2 separate regions of the Sus scrofa genome follow, and region 1 is linked to region 2. The links are chromatin contacts, called in public targeted proximity ligation maps. All regions are on one chromosome and are shown on one strand. The core of a region is the stretch at or near the end of the contact, and the rest is flanking DNA. Distances in the headings are between cores, read along the strand shown. Region 1 overlaps LOC106509843 (a long non-coding RNA gene). Region 2 overlaps THADA (thyroid adenoma-associated protein).

Evidence for each region.
Region 1: a contact with region 2 is called in a targeted proximity ligation map of alveolar macrophages. A contact is called at or near these places in 2 of 47 Hi-C or Micro-C datasets (liver and subcutaneous adipose tissue) and 2 of 2 datasets of targeted methods (alveolar macrophages and skeletal muscle).

Annotation. Positions count from the first base shown.
Region 1 is chr3:97,525,273-97,532,326 of Sscrofa11.1, reverse strand. The region is part of intron 2 of LOC106509843 (a long non-coding RNA gene); the gene reads left to right. Among named protein-coding and RNA genes, the nearest start is that of TRNAI-UAU, 39 kb to the left of the region's middle.
Region 2 is chr3:96,921,231-96,928,317 of Sscrofa11.1, reverse strand. THADA (thyroid adenoma-associated protein) reads right to left here. Exons shown (of 40, transcript XM_021088406.1): 22 at 6,693-6,794; 23 at 6,638-6,690. Among named protein-coding and RNA genes, the nearest start is that of THADA, 53 kb to the right of the region's middle.

The DNA of each region.
Region 1 (7,054 bases), core at 552-3,051, 610 kb before region 2:
AGCCTTTCCTCCTCGCTGCTTGGCTGTAGGCTATGTGGCCAAGCTGTCCCCTCTTGCTGTGGCCCTGGGGTTGCCTCCATACCAGGCTCTCTTTCCTGGTTGGCGGCTCTCACCTCCCACCTTGGCTGCTGCAGGCCTGGGAAGGGCCACTGAACACACGCATCGTGGAGCCGTATTTCCCCACCAGCAAAACTGTTCCCAGGTCCTAAATGAGGATTCACAAGCTCCACTGCCCACGGGGACTGGGCAGGTGGTGTAAGGGGAGGAGCCCCAGGCCCCAGGCAACGCAGTAGGCCCAGGCTGGGGAGCAGTGGGGAGCGGTGGGCAGCGGTGGGCATGGAGGCTCCTAAGAGCACTTTTCCAAGGCCTTCCATGTCTCTGAATATCTAGTTTGCCTTTTTTCCCCCCAGGGCTGCACTCAGGGCCTATGGAAATTCCCAGGCTAGGGGTCTAATTGGAGCTACAGCTGCAGGCCTACAGCACAACCACAGCAACACGGGATCCCAGCTGCATCTGTGACCTACACCACAGCTCACAGCAACCCGGATCCTTAACCCACTGAGCGAGGCCAGGGATTAACCTGCGTCCTCATGGATATTAGTTGGCTTAGTTACTGCTGAGCCAGGACGGGAACTCCATGATTGTTTAAAGTTTTCAAATGCAACCCTTTGGTGAAATCACAGGGAGCAGCTGGGCACTGGTGGGGCCAGGCTGTCATGTTGGAGAGTGAGCCTTCGGCTAGGACTAAGTGAGGCACCAGTTCTGCTGCTGGAGGCAGGGAAAGGGCAGGCCCAGGCCCCACCTCCTGGTTCTTGGAGGAACAGGAGCAGGAGACGGTTGTACCCTGGGCCCTCTGGGTGGCCTTGGGGTTTGTGGCTGCAGCTGGGGCCCAGGCCTGGGTTCTTGGCCTGAACAGCTATACGGATGCTTTTCCTGTGAGGCCTGTGTGGACAGAGGGGAAAGTGTAGGGGTGGGAGGGTTGGGCTCTCTGGGGGAAATGGTTAATAGAATGACAGTGGGGCTCTGGGACCTTACACAGGAGTCCTGGGGTGCATTTCCTCACTCCAGCCTTGAGCATACTGGGGACCTCATGGTTGCTTGCTATCAGCCTCATTGAGTCCTGGGTACCCCCCTCGGAGGCAGCCAGACCTCTGTCCTGAAAGCCTCCCCGGCCCCTCCTGTCTTCCTCCCTGGGTGATATAGGGGCGAAGTGAGGGACCAGGTTTGGCTATGGATGTGTTTTCTTTCCCCATGGGTGTTGCTGGAGGTGACGCTAGAAATTTTTGTTTCATCCTCTACCCCCTTCAGGCCTTACTTTCCTGAAAATACCAGAATGAATCGTGCTATAGTGAACACCCTTGTAAGCACAGGCCAGTCTCAGAAATAAAATTACAAATCCAGCTGAAGGCATCCATGAGCACCTTCCAAACCCACCTCCCTTCCCCCACCCCCTCCCCTTCTCCCCAAGAAGTAACTAGTATCTGGTATTTGGCATTTTTCATTCTCATAAATTTCTTTAACTTTTTGGTACATATGCATGTTTTTCTGAAATATTTACAGAGTTGTTTTGCCTGCTTTGAAACCTGTATAAATAATGTCGTTCTACTATGTATTCTTGTGTAATCAGTTTCTGCTTCTCAGTATGTTTAGGGATGCTAGCCCACAGACATACGTGACTCTAGCTCACTTATTTTCCATGCTGTGCAGGATTCCACTGCGTGCCTCCATCATCTCTCCAAGGAGGCCTCCTGCCAGCGCCCTGGGGGTGTGGCTCTGCTCCCTGGGGTACTTCCTTGTACAGAGAGCTCCAGCTCTGTGGACGCTCCCCTAGCCCATGTTAGGGTGCCAGGGCCCTTCCCTCCCTTCCGGAACCATTGCTTCATGGAAGAGGAATTTGAGTGGATTTCAGGCAACCTTGTGTTTCGCATAAATCAATGTTGAAAGTGAAACCCCAGCCCAATGGGGCTGCAATTGCAACCAGCTGAGTACAGCTGGGCTGGCTGGTTTGAACCTGGCTGGAAGGAGTTGTGCACTCCACATGGACAGAGTCTTTGACCGTGACGTGCTGGCCAGCCCATTCAGCAGAAAGGGGGGACACTGGCCAGCCACAGCCGCTGGCTGAACCCCTGTGTTGAGTCCCGCCCTCCTCTCTGCCCTGACCACTCCTGCTTTTGCCCAGTGACCTCCAGGGTGGGTATTGTTGTACTTTGAGGAGGGGCAGTGAGGTTCTGGGACCTGCTGGGGGCAGCTCGTCCTGAGGCGCTTACATTTTAGACCCTTAAAATGAGAGAGGCAGTGAATCCACACATGAATTCAGACCCCGATTCTTGACACGTGTAGCACCCAGAGCTCCTTTGCTTTTGTAGGATTCTTCCTCCTTAAAAAAGATTAAGTTTATGCTTTCTTTTTAAAAAAATTTTTAAAAATTAAAAAGTTTATTTTATTAAAGTGTCATTGATTGACAGTATTGTGCCAATTTCTGCTGTATAGCAAAGTGACCTGGTCATACATATATAAATTTATGCCTTTGTTAACATGCAAACTATTACATTTATAATGGGTAAGCAATATATAGCACAGGGAACTATATCCAGGCACTTGTGATAGAACATGATGGACAGTAATATGAGAAAAAGAATGTACATGCATGTGTGAAGAGGTCACTGTGCTGTACAGCAGAAATAGACACAACATTGTAAATCAACTATACTTTAATAAAAAATAAAATACATAGTATTTAGACTGCTAGTATAAAGGTGAGTATAATCAAGGCTGGATTTGTTATTATTGTTATTATTATTATTATTTTAGGGCTGTACCCATGGCATATGGAAGTTCCCAGGCTAGGGGTGAATCAGCTGTAGCTGACCGCCTACACCACAGCCACAGCAACGCCAGATCCTTAACCCACTGAGGTCAGGAATCAAACCCGCATCCTCATGGATACTAGTTGGGTTCGTTACTGCTGAACCACAACAGGAACACCTAGATTCGTTATTATTGTATTTGGTCTTTTTCTGCTTTTTCTTTTTCTTTTTTGTCTTTTTAGGGCAGCACCTGCAGCATATGGAGATTTCCAGGCTGGGGTCTAATCGGAGCTGTTACTGCCGGCCTACACCACAGCCACAGCAACGTGGGATCTGAGCGGCATCTACGACCTACACCACAGCTCACGGCAATGCCGGATCCTTAACCTCCTGAGCAAGGGCAGGGATCAAACCCGCAACCTCATGGTTCCTAGTTGGATTCATTAACCACTGAGCCATGACAGGAACTCCTTCCTGCTGATTTTAAAAGAAATGAAAACATTTTGGAGAACCCCCTAAAAGCATCACAGGCCCTGGGCCTGATGGCTGCTGCGGAGTCTCCAGCAGCTACCTTCTGTGGTGACTGGACCCCTCTCTCCTCCAGGACTCCTTCTCTGAGTGGTTGGAGGAGAGCAGGGCTTCTCTCGGCCCCAGCCTCCTCAGGCCTCTCCTCCCATCGTGGAGGCGGGGGGGGGGGGGGCGGGGGGGTTCGGGTGCCACGTGAACAGGGGGCTTTGTGCGTGGCCTGCCTCATGGAGGAAGAGGGCAGCCTGAGTTTTCTCTATAGAGCCAAGGGGCAGATCCTTCCTTGTTGGTGCCTTTGTTTGGATTGCGCTGGGCTGGGATTGTGCAAGGACTGCCGCCTGTGGTGGGGCATCCACCCCAGGGCCTGTCCAAGGTGAAGGTGTAATATGTCTGTGCACAGGAGGAGGATGTGTAAGCCTGCATTGTCAGGGCCACTGGATGGTCCCCTCATCTCAAGGATTTATTTTGAAGGAAGCCCTGAGTCTGTTTTGGGAGTGGGGGAACGGGATTGGTACAGTAAGTAAGGGAGAGGAGCTATTAGTCAGCTCAGGCTGTGATAATGGCATACTACCAACTGGGTGGTTTGAACAACAGAAATGTATTTTCACATGGTTCCAGAGGCTGGAAGTCCATGGTCAAGGTGTCAACAGGTTATGTTTCCACTGAGGCCTCTCTCCTTGCCATGCAGGTGGCCACCCTCATGCTGCCTCATCACATGGCCTTTCCCTGTGCATGCACCCCTGGCATCCTGCTGTGTCTACAGATCTCTTTCTCTCATAAGGACACTAGTCAAATTGGATTAGGACCACCTAAGAGCCTTCCTTGTTTGAGCTTAATCAGCTCTTTAAAGGTCATTTCCTGGAGGTTCCTGGTGGCCTGGTGCTGTGTCTCAGGTCACTGATGTGGTGCAGGTTCGATCCCTGCCCCAAGAATTTCCACATACTGCAGGTGTGTCCCCCACCCCACCCCCAGGCCCTATCCCAAATACAGTTACATTTTGAGGTACTGGGGGTTAGGGCTTCAACATAAGAGTTTAGAGAGGTCAATTCAGCCTATAACAGGGTGATGGAGACCACAAGCAAGGCTGCCACAAGATTGCACAAGGGCACCACCCCTAAGGGCTCTATTTATGTCACTGACACTTCTATTATTTGGAAATTTTTTTTTATAATTTTATTGACTCCAAAGGTGGGCAATTTGTGTGTTTCTTATGGCAGATGGTGCTTATTTTAACACTATCAGTATATTATGTTAATTTCCTCACTAATGGAAAAAAAGCATCATTTTCTACACAGTCACCATATTTGGGACAGGCGGTGGCTGAGCCATGTGACTGTTCAGGGCTCAGGGCTGGCTGACTTGGTGACCTCGGTTAGCCATATTGAGCAAGTCTGAGCTGGGTTATGTGACTGTCATACTTTCATGGACTAAGTTTAAGAAGGGGGGTCATGTGACTCCAACAACCTTTTAGACTGGGCTGGTCATGTGACTGTGGCTTCTTTTGGTCTTGTGATGACCATATTCCTTCAGACATTGATAGAATCTATTCTGAAAGCCTCCCCAGCCTATAGAGGAAAATATGATTTGTGGTCTTGAATGATCCCTGTTCTTTTTTTTTTTTTTAATTATTATTAATTTTTCTTTTTTAGGAGCTTGAGTTACAGGAATTTTTTTTTTTTTTTTTTTTTTTTTGCCTTTTAGGGTCACACTTGTGGTATATGGAAGTTCCTGGGCTAGGGATTAAATCGGAGCTACAGCCACAGCAACATGGGATCTGAGCCACACCTTTGACCTACACCACAGCTCACGGCAATGCTGGATCCCCGACCCACTGATCAAGGCCAGGGATGGAACCTGCATCCTCATGGACACTAGTCAGATTAGTTTCTGCTGAGCCACAATGGGATCTCTAAATGATACCTGTTCTGGCCAGCCAGGAGCTGTCTGGGAGCCCTGAGGCCAAAGCTGGCATAGCTCTGGAACCCACCTACCTCTAGAAAGCTCTGTCTCATTGCACATCTCACTGGCCTATGCACAGGGCTTCTGGTTCCCAATACCCCCAGTTCAGGAGCTGGCTTTGGGAGAAGGAAGGAAGAGATCAGTGAAGCCCAGAGTCATAGGGGGGCCAGTGGGGGCCAGGGCGGCTGGCTGGGGGCCGAAGGGAGGGGACCTCTCCCTTTCCTCCCAGAGCTGACCTGCAGCCCTTGGGTGAGTACTGGGAGCTTGGAGCACACGGTGTCTTCATGACTTGTCTCTCCTTCTCTCTGTCTGTTTCCCCTGTGAGACCCTTAGGGGCTTCTGACAACAAGGCCTGTGGTGGGGAGACTAGAGGGGTGAAGCTTCTTAGCCACCTCAGATTCTACCAGAGAGGTGCACGGATCACTTAGGATCCATGCCCCCGAAACAGACCGCCACTGCCCTGCAGTCTCTCCAGGCTGAGTTTTCAACTCCCAAGTCTTGGCTCCCCAAATGCCCAAGGTCTGACTCAATCAAATTCATCCTCAACTTGATTGAGGTTCAAATTCCCACCCCCACAGCCCCCTGTGAGGAGGTGGGGGGCTGCCCAAAGTCCCACAGCCAGGCAGTGGCAGAGCAAGAGTGGCCATCTGACTGCCTGACTAAGCCAGAGGCTGTTTCCTGGCTCTGTGCCATGAGAGCCTGTACTCCTATTGCTGCAGCCCTGGTGCCCTGGCCCCTGGTTCCCCGCGGGGCTGTGGAGTATAGATGAGCACTGCCCCTGACTCCTGACTCCTCTGGTTCTGCCCCTCCCACTGCTCCAGGAGGCAGCACCCCTGTGCTCTCAGTTCCAAGACTGGCAGGCAGAGAGAACCCATGTATTGAGCAGGTCTTTCCGAGGGGACAGTGAGGTCCTTCCCACATGCTATCCAATGGGCAGATGTGAGCCGCAGTGGTCACCGTGTTCCAGAAGCCTGGAGCGGTGTGGCACTGGCCTGTCCACTCTTTCCCTCCCTGTCTGGTCTGTTTCTGTCCCTACTCTTGGCCGTAGGTGGGGACAAGGGATTGGAATGCTTTTATTTTATCTTTGCTAAAAAGTGTGCTCTTTCCTGGGGCTGAAGTTTTTGAAGGTGAGCTGCGAAAAATGATCTGGCCATGCTTCAAATCAGGTTTTGGTCCTTCCTGATGCTGCTCTGGGGTGAGGAGAGATGGGCTTTTTGCCAGAGATTCAGTCGCATTAGAGGTATCTGGGCCACCCAGCCCACCTCCGGGTTGTCGAGGTGGCAGCAGAGTATGTGTGTGTATATGAGTGTGTGCTTGTGTATGTGTCTGTGTGGGTCTGTTTTTACACGTGTTTGTGTGTGCATGTCTATGTTTACACACATACTCCCGTCTGTGCCTATGTGAACATAGGTAGGTGTTTGTGTGTGTGTCTGTGGGGGGGGGTATGTGTTGACATGTATGCCTGTGTCTGGGGCCGTGTACCTGCTCACCTGTGTATCTGTGTGTTTGCACATGTGTGTGCTCGTCAGATGTATGGCAGGATGTATACTAGGCGGTAGGTGGCTGAGGGTAGAGTCTTAAGTCTGGATTCAGGTTTCCAAATGGCCCCAGATGTGACCTTTCCCCCTCCCCTGTGGCTGTTGAGGTCTCTGCCATCCCCCTACCCCGAGACCAGGGAACTTTCCTTGGGAACCCAGTGGGCCTCCCTCCCTGGGGAGGGCAAAAAGCTACTTCCAAAGGCAAACAGGATCAATGTCATGCTG
Region 2 (7,087 bases), core at 4,483-6,982:
TTCTCAAGGGTAGACCTCAACCCTTAATAATCCTGGGCTCAGAAAACAGAATGAGGTTCTAAGGACACAGGGAGAGGTAGACAGCTTTTCCTCAATTCATTTTGCGCTTTAATTTCCCAACAAACCCACTTAGGTAACACCCAGGCTTATTATGAATTTTTCCCTTTGAAGAGAATATAAAATTTCTGTTAATCCGACAGTACTTACTGAGCACACTGTCAAATGCTTAGCAGCTTAGCACTGGATAGACAAAGAATAAAACAAGATGCCTGCCCTCAAAAGGCTTTCAGTTCGCAGGAAACCAATACACTGGGTGGTGCCCATTAGAAGCTTAACAGCTCTAAAAAAGGAAAATTCTTTTCTGCCTTGAAATAAATAATTAGAAAAAGCTTCATGGCCAAACCTTAAGTAAGATACACCTGGGTGAGCCAGTATAGAAAAGGATAATTAACATGAGAAGCTGGGATGCTAGAATGAATGAACAAACATGTATTAAGAACCTGCTACCTGCCAGATACTTACTGGGTCTTTCTATATGAATGAACACAGATTATGCAGGAGAATGATGGCAGCCCTGGCTGAGTGGCTCGAGGTTCATGCCAGAAAGACAGGCTTTCAAAGTAGGCATGTACCCTATCACCATGGGTGGGAGGAGTCAGCAGGGCAGTGTGGTCCAGGAGCAGCTGGACAGGGAACAGAGGTCAGGCTGACATCCTCTCCTTGGATGATCAGCTTACAGGGAACATATTTAACCCTGTAGAAACTTATGTCAATGGTTGAATCAGAAGAAGAATTTTTAAATTTAATTTAAAAAATGAAAAAGTCCTCTGAAAAGTCAACTCAATCTCCTTTCAATCTATTAGATACCACCAAGCTTCTATTTAAAGTTCACAAAACCGGAGTTCCCATCGTGGCGCAGTGGTTAACGAATCCAACTAGGAACCATGAGGATGCGGGTTCGGTCCCTGGCCTTGCTCAGTGGGTTAACGATCCGGCGTTGCCGTGAGCTGTGGTGTAGGTTGCAGACGCGGCTCGGATCCCGAGTTGCTGTGGCTCTGGCGTAGGCCGGTGGCTACAGCTCCGATTCAACCCCTAGCCTGGGAACCTCCATATGCCGCGGGGAGCGGCCCAAGAAATAGCAGCAACAACAACAACAATAACAACAACAACAAAAGACAAAAAAAAAATAATAATAATAAAGTTCACAAAACCTTTTAATATGGATGTTGTCTTTACAAAATATTCTCTGTAATAAATAATAAGCAATATACACCTAAGAATTTTTGAAAGGGAACTAATGGGAAAATGGAAAAAAGGGGCACAGATTTCTATTCTTTAAATTCTAGTCATCATCTTTTTACGTTCAGCATATCCTGGTTCTATCTTTTCCGAAAACCTATTTTTCTACAGGCAAATCGACATGCTTTATGGATTTACAGGGTATGAATTTCCACAGGGGAGGACAGCTACTTGCCACGTCTCCAGGCACCTGGAATTCACCAACAGACTAAATAAGGTGGCTAAATGCTCACTGAGAGCATAAAACCCACAAAGAACAAGTGTAAATACTTTTGTTATTTGTCCTTTATCTAGATAATAGAGAAAAATACAGTAGAAAAATCAAGGCTAACCGCCCACATTACAAATTAGGAAAGCCAAAAAGATTGAAGTATACAGCTGGGACATCTCTGCAAAGAGCCTGTACAGTGGTTAAGATCTGGGATTCCAGAACCAAGACGGCTGAGGTCAGGAACCCTACTCAGCCTCCTTACTAGTACTAGAACCTACGACGCATATAAGCATTTAGCAGAGTACCTGGCAGAGAATAGCAGTCAATACTGCTAAATGTCAATTTTTGTTTTGCTAAATGTTTATTTTGTGTCATCAACTAGTGAGAGTTAATCTCTAAACCTTAAATTTTACTTTAAGACACAGCCACTTCTTACAACCTTAGACCAGGCGACACGAGTTTCTAATTCCACTTTGGTTAAATGGAATACTTTGTAAAAGTTTCCGCTACAATAAGATAACTGATGATTTCCACTGGATATTCTCCACTACAGTGATTTCTTACTAACACGTGAGATTTCTTCAAAGCCCAAACATTGTCTTCCTACAAATGATAACAAAGACGATGATGGTTTTTGGAGAGAAAAATATCTTCCTAACAGAACGCTGATTCTTTGTTTTCTGGAAAATTCTTAACCACGTGGCATTTTAACGTGCCTTTTAGTCTGACTGTTTTAGATGAATTTCTGTCTTATATCCCCTATTATATACCTAAGCCCTTTGAGGTCAGAGAACCACATGTGATATTTCTTAATGTTCCCACAACATTCTTGCAGTAAGGCAGTCAGGAAATCACCATGGACTAAGTGATGTGATTACACGCTCAACCTCATTTCACAACTTAAAAATGGTAAACTTGCATACAGTACCGTTCAATTTTTAATCATAATTTCTAAGAGATAAACTTTGGTAAAAGAAAATATAAAAGCAATTTCTTTATGACTTAATGAATGAATGCTAGAAAACACAGATGCCACTTACAGTCCACTGACGAAAATCTAAAACAGTAACAAAAGTACTAAGGGAATGCATAAACTCAGCTAGACATGTACATCATGAAAACTACAATAGATTCTAAAGTAGGAGTTTTTTTTTTAATTGTTAATTTCTGGAGTTCCCGTGGTGGTTCAGTGGTTAGCGAATCTGACTAGGAACCATGAGGCTGCGGGTTCAATCCCTGGCCTCGTTCAGTGGGTTAAGGATCCAGCATTGCCGTGAGCTGTGGTGTAGGTCGCAGACGTGGCTTGGATCCCACATTGCTGTGGCTCTGGCGAAGGCCAATGGCTACGGCTCCTAGCCTAGTACCTCCATATGCCATAGGTGCGACCCTAGAAAAGACAAAAAATAAAAATAAAAAATAAAATTGTAAATTTCTAATAGTTGCTAATTATTTTTATTCATGTCCTTTCTGTGGCAATAATCACTAGGAAGGGGAAAGCAGATGTGAAAAATCTACTCAAAAGCTTCTTTTTAAGAATATTAGGAGAACTATATAAACATATGAACTGATAATCCAGGTAGAGGAAGTTGTTTAAAAAAATCAGTAGGTCCTGGATATCCCATATCCCAAGGAAAGAGGACCAACAATGTATCAAGCAAAAGCTCTACATCAGCAAAACATCCAGATACACACCAGTCAGGAAGCTGAGAGATAAGGTTGCACACACTGCTCACTCTTTAAGGGTCTCGACTTACATCCCTCAAAGCTGGTTTTATCTCTGCCTCTTGTATGGGACACTCTGAAAGAACCTTTCATGATGTGATTACAGCGCAGGGGAAAGTCAGACATGCCTCTGAATGAAGACGTTTTCCTCTGGGTGAAGTTGCAGAGGACACACTGCTTCGCAAGGAGTCATCTAGGGAAATGGATTGTTTGCTAAAAGTTTAGTAGCAAGTTGCCTGACTGTCCTGTTGCGTGCAAAAATCTGGTTGGCTGTGGGAAGCAGGGAAAATTAAATTTAAAGAAAAATTAAATGAGCCATTCAGAACAAAGGGGGCACTGTGTCGTGTCAGAACGCAGCCTGGGAAGCAAAAGAACTGGGTTCCTGTCCCTGAGCTGCCACAAACCAGCTTTGTGATCTTGGGCAAATCAGGTAACGTCCAAGGGCTTCAGTCTCCCCTTGTACAAGGGAGCTGGATACTATCATCTCTGGGCTCCTTCCAGCTCTAAGGCTCTGTGACTACAGCTCTGAATACGCAGAATTACAAACGTGCACCAGATCTTCTCCTCACACTGCAGCAAAAATCCCCCAATTAGAGGCTCACTACCTGCTGGCCTGTTATAAACTACATTCACATTTGAGGGCTGAAGATGTTACTCCTGTAACCAAGGGCTGTAATATCAGCAAGTGAGTTTCAAAAGAAATCCTCCCTGTTGTCTACTTGAGAGGCCCCAATTTTCAAACTAACAGAATCCTGTTACTTTTCCAATGGTGAAGGGTGAGCGGGAAGCAAGAAAAGCACCAGACTGAACATCAGTATTTCAGGTTGTAAAGAAAAGCTTCTTTTGTCCATCAAGAGAAAAGATCAGTTATTACGATTCTTGGGGATAAGAAATCCATGTTCCAAATTCTCCCCCCACAACAGGGAGCATTCCACCTGCAAGTCACTCCAGCGACTATCTGCAGGTCTGTTGTGGTCACATTCACCGATGCTGCTGACTTAAATTAGTAGCTTTTCCTCCTGGTGCACAGAAGACCTAGCAATGCCAGGGCGACTATGCCCTTGGAAGGGAGACCTTAGGTATGGCCCTGCCACTCCAGAGTAAACTACTTTCTTCTCTGTCATTTATTTTAACTTTTTGTTCATCTTTTTAAAGTTTTCTTGAAGTGTAGTTAATTTACAATGTTGTGATAATTTCTGCTGTACAACAAAGTGATTCAGTTAAACATAAACACATATCCATTCTTTCTCGGATTCTCTTCCATATAGATCATCACCGAATACTGGGTAGAGGTCCCTGTGCAATACAGCCAGTCCCCGTTGGCCAGTTATTTTATATGCCACACTGTGCACATGCTAATCCCAAACCTCCAATGTTGCTATTTCCATCTCTTAAAAGTACTGAGTACATGGGAATGCGTTTAGTTTAAGTGAATTTCATGGAGCAAAATTTTAATGTTTAAAAGCAGGAATTCTCTAATAATATGAATAATGCTAACGTCTTGATGACTTTCATTTCTCATTGACTAAATGCTCCTAAACTGAGGCATTTTTAAAGTAAAATTTAGCATGATCAAGCCTAAAATTTTCCACAGAGGGCATAGTTTCAGTGTCAGAATAGTGCTATCACACACACTCTTAGGCACTCATTCAGTCATGAATTTCCTCTCAAGCATATATATGTGGGGTCACCACAGAAAAGGTGACGTGGAGAGATGATCTCATTAGAATGGAAATGGGCATTTTACAGAAAAACAAGATTTTATTTCTTTCTCTTTTTTTTTTTGGACTTTATAGGGCCGCATGTGTAGCACATGGAAGTTCTCAGGCCAGGGCTCAAGTTGGAGCTGCCGCTGCTGGCTTACACCACAGCCATAGCAACTTGAGATCCGAGCCACACGTGTCCTCATGGATACTAGTCTGGTTCTTTAACTGCTGAGCCACGATGGGAACGCCTATGGATTCTATTTCTTACTCAAGAAAACAGTCATTAGAAGAGTTCTTTGGTTTATAAGAGCCTCCCTTCATTACTGTTGTTGTTTTTACAAATAGCTATTTTATATTAATTTGCATTTAAAAATTAATTCACAATTTTAACATGGATATCCCACATAACTTTGTAAGACTGGGGTGCTCTGTAAAGGTGTCAAGGCAAAATGATTTTTGCAGGACGCTTTCAGGTCTTTCTCAGCTACAGTAAAAGAGAAATCTGTTTCCTTAATTTTTTTTTTTTTTGAACACTAGCCAACAAACCCAGAAAACTGGATATTTTAAGTTGTCCTTGAAAAGTTGAGAAGTCAAGGGGCTCTAGCACATGTTTACTTCACATCAGTGAAGTAATCATTAATCATAGCTGGATTCCTCAGCAAAGATGTTGGCATTGGCACTCTAGCCAGTCACCGGCAATGACTGCAAGTAACTCTAGGTCACTGACGCCTATTTGATTTGGAAGAGAATAAGGAACATAACGATGCTGGCAGTGTCCTGTTCCCTTTCGCCGTCCTCCATCTCAGAGCCTTGCAACATCAGGGGCCCAGCTGTTATCCAGATGCAAGCACATCAGCCACAGAGAGTGTGAGAATAAAAACATTAGCAGTATTTCCACGAAACCAGTCACATGGTTATTATAGAAATAATGAACATTAGCATACTACAATATTTGTGTTGTTCTTAAATGTTGTAACACCCGATGGAAGAAATCATCTTTACTTGGAAAAGGTTAAAAATGAAAGAACATGTTATATATCTTTGCTGGGAAATGGTGGGAAATGGATTTGTTGAAGCCCTATGGAAAGGAAGAGGGAATCAATTGAAAACAGAAATCTAATAAATCTAAAATATTTCTAAATGAAATGCTTGTGGTAGACTAATTTCTTGTAAACACAGCACTCAAGTTGCCTGAAAAGTCCCAGATGGTGAACTAACTTTGTGGTCTTAAAAATAAAAGTCAGCCAAAAAAACCCCAAGCAACTACAACTTTATCATCATCAATGTAGAGGGAAACAAGAAATCCATAATCAACTAACATAGTACTTTTTTTTTTTTTTGCAAAATTTGATGGGCATGTGAAGTTTTACTAAATAGAAGGTCTCATTTCAATTTAAAGTTTGTGTGTGTTAAATGGAGAAATAAAAATTTCAAATGATCAGATTGAGGTTAAAAGTGAAATAAAAATCTACCATTATTTAACATAACTTAGAAAAAGTACAATGTTTCTAAAAAGGCCACAGTTTTGAAATGTACTGCAAGGTCTAATTTCTACACTTTAGAGAACTTTCTTCGGTTGACATCTGTAAGATTTTATTCAAGAAGAAATTTTTAAAAGTTTTTCAGGTGGGTGATAAATAAGTTTGTGATTTATGCCTTGACCAGAAATTAAACCAGGTGGAATAAACATCTACCCTACCTGCTCCACTGTCAATAATCCATCAGGAGATTGTGGCACAGACCGCATGGGAGCAGCTGGCACAGGGAGCCTAAGAGTAAAGCGACTTCCTTCATGCTTCGCCAACAACATACCAGCACCATTTGAGCAGTTACATCACATGTTTTTCCTTCTTTACCTTAAAAAAAAAAAAAAAAAAAAAAAAAACTATTGCAACATTCGCCACTTGATTACTCACATCCCAGGTTTCTCAGAACAAGCTTATTCATAATTTCCCCAAGAATAATCAACTTGAACAAACCAATTTGTCATATGCTATATTTATTCAGGAAAAAATAACAAACATTTGTTGGGCATGTGCTATGAGTAGGAATCACGCTAAGTATTTTTTTAATGTACTATTTTCAAAGTAAATTTAAAAATAGAACACAACACTATCCCTCAAACCGAAGTCTAACCTTTGGAAATTAA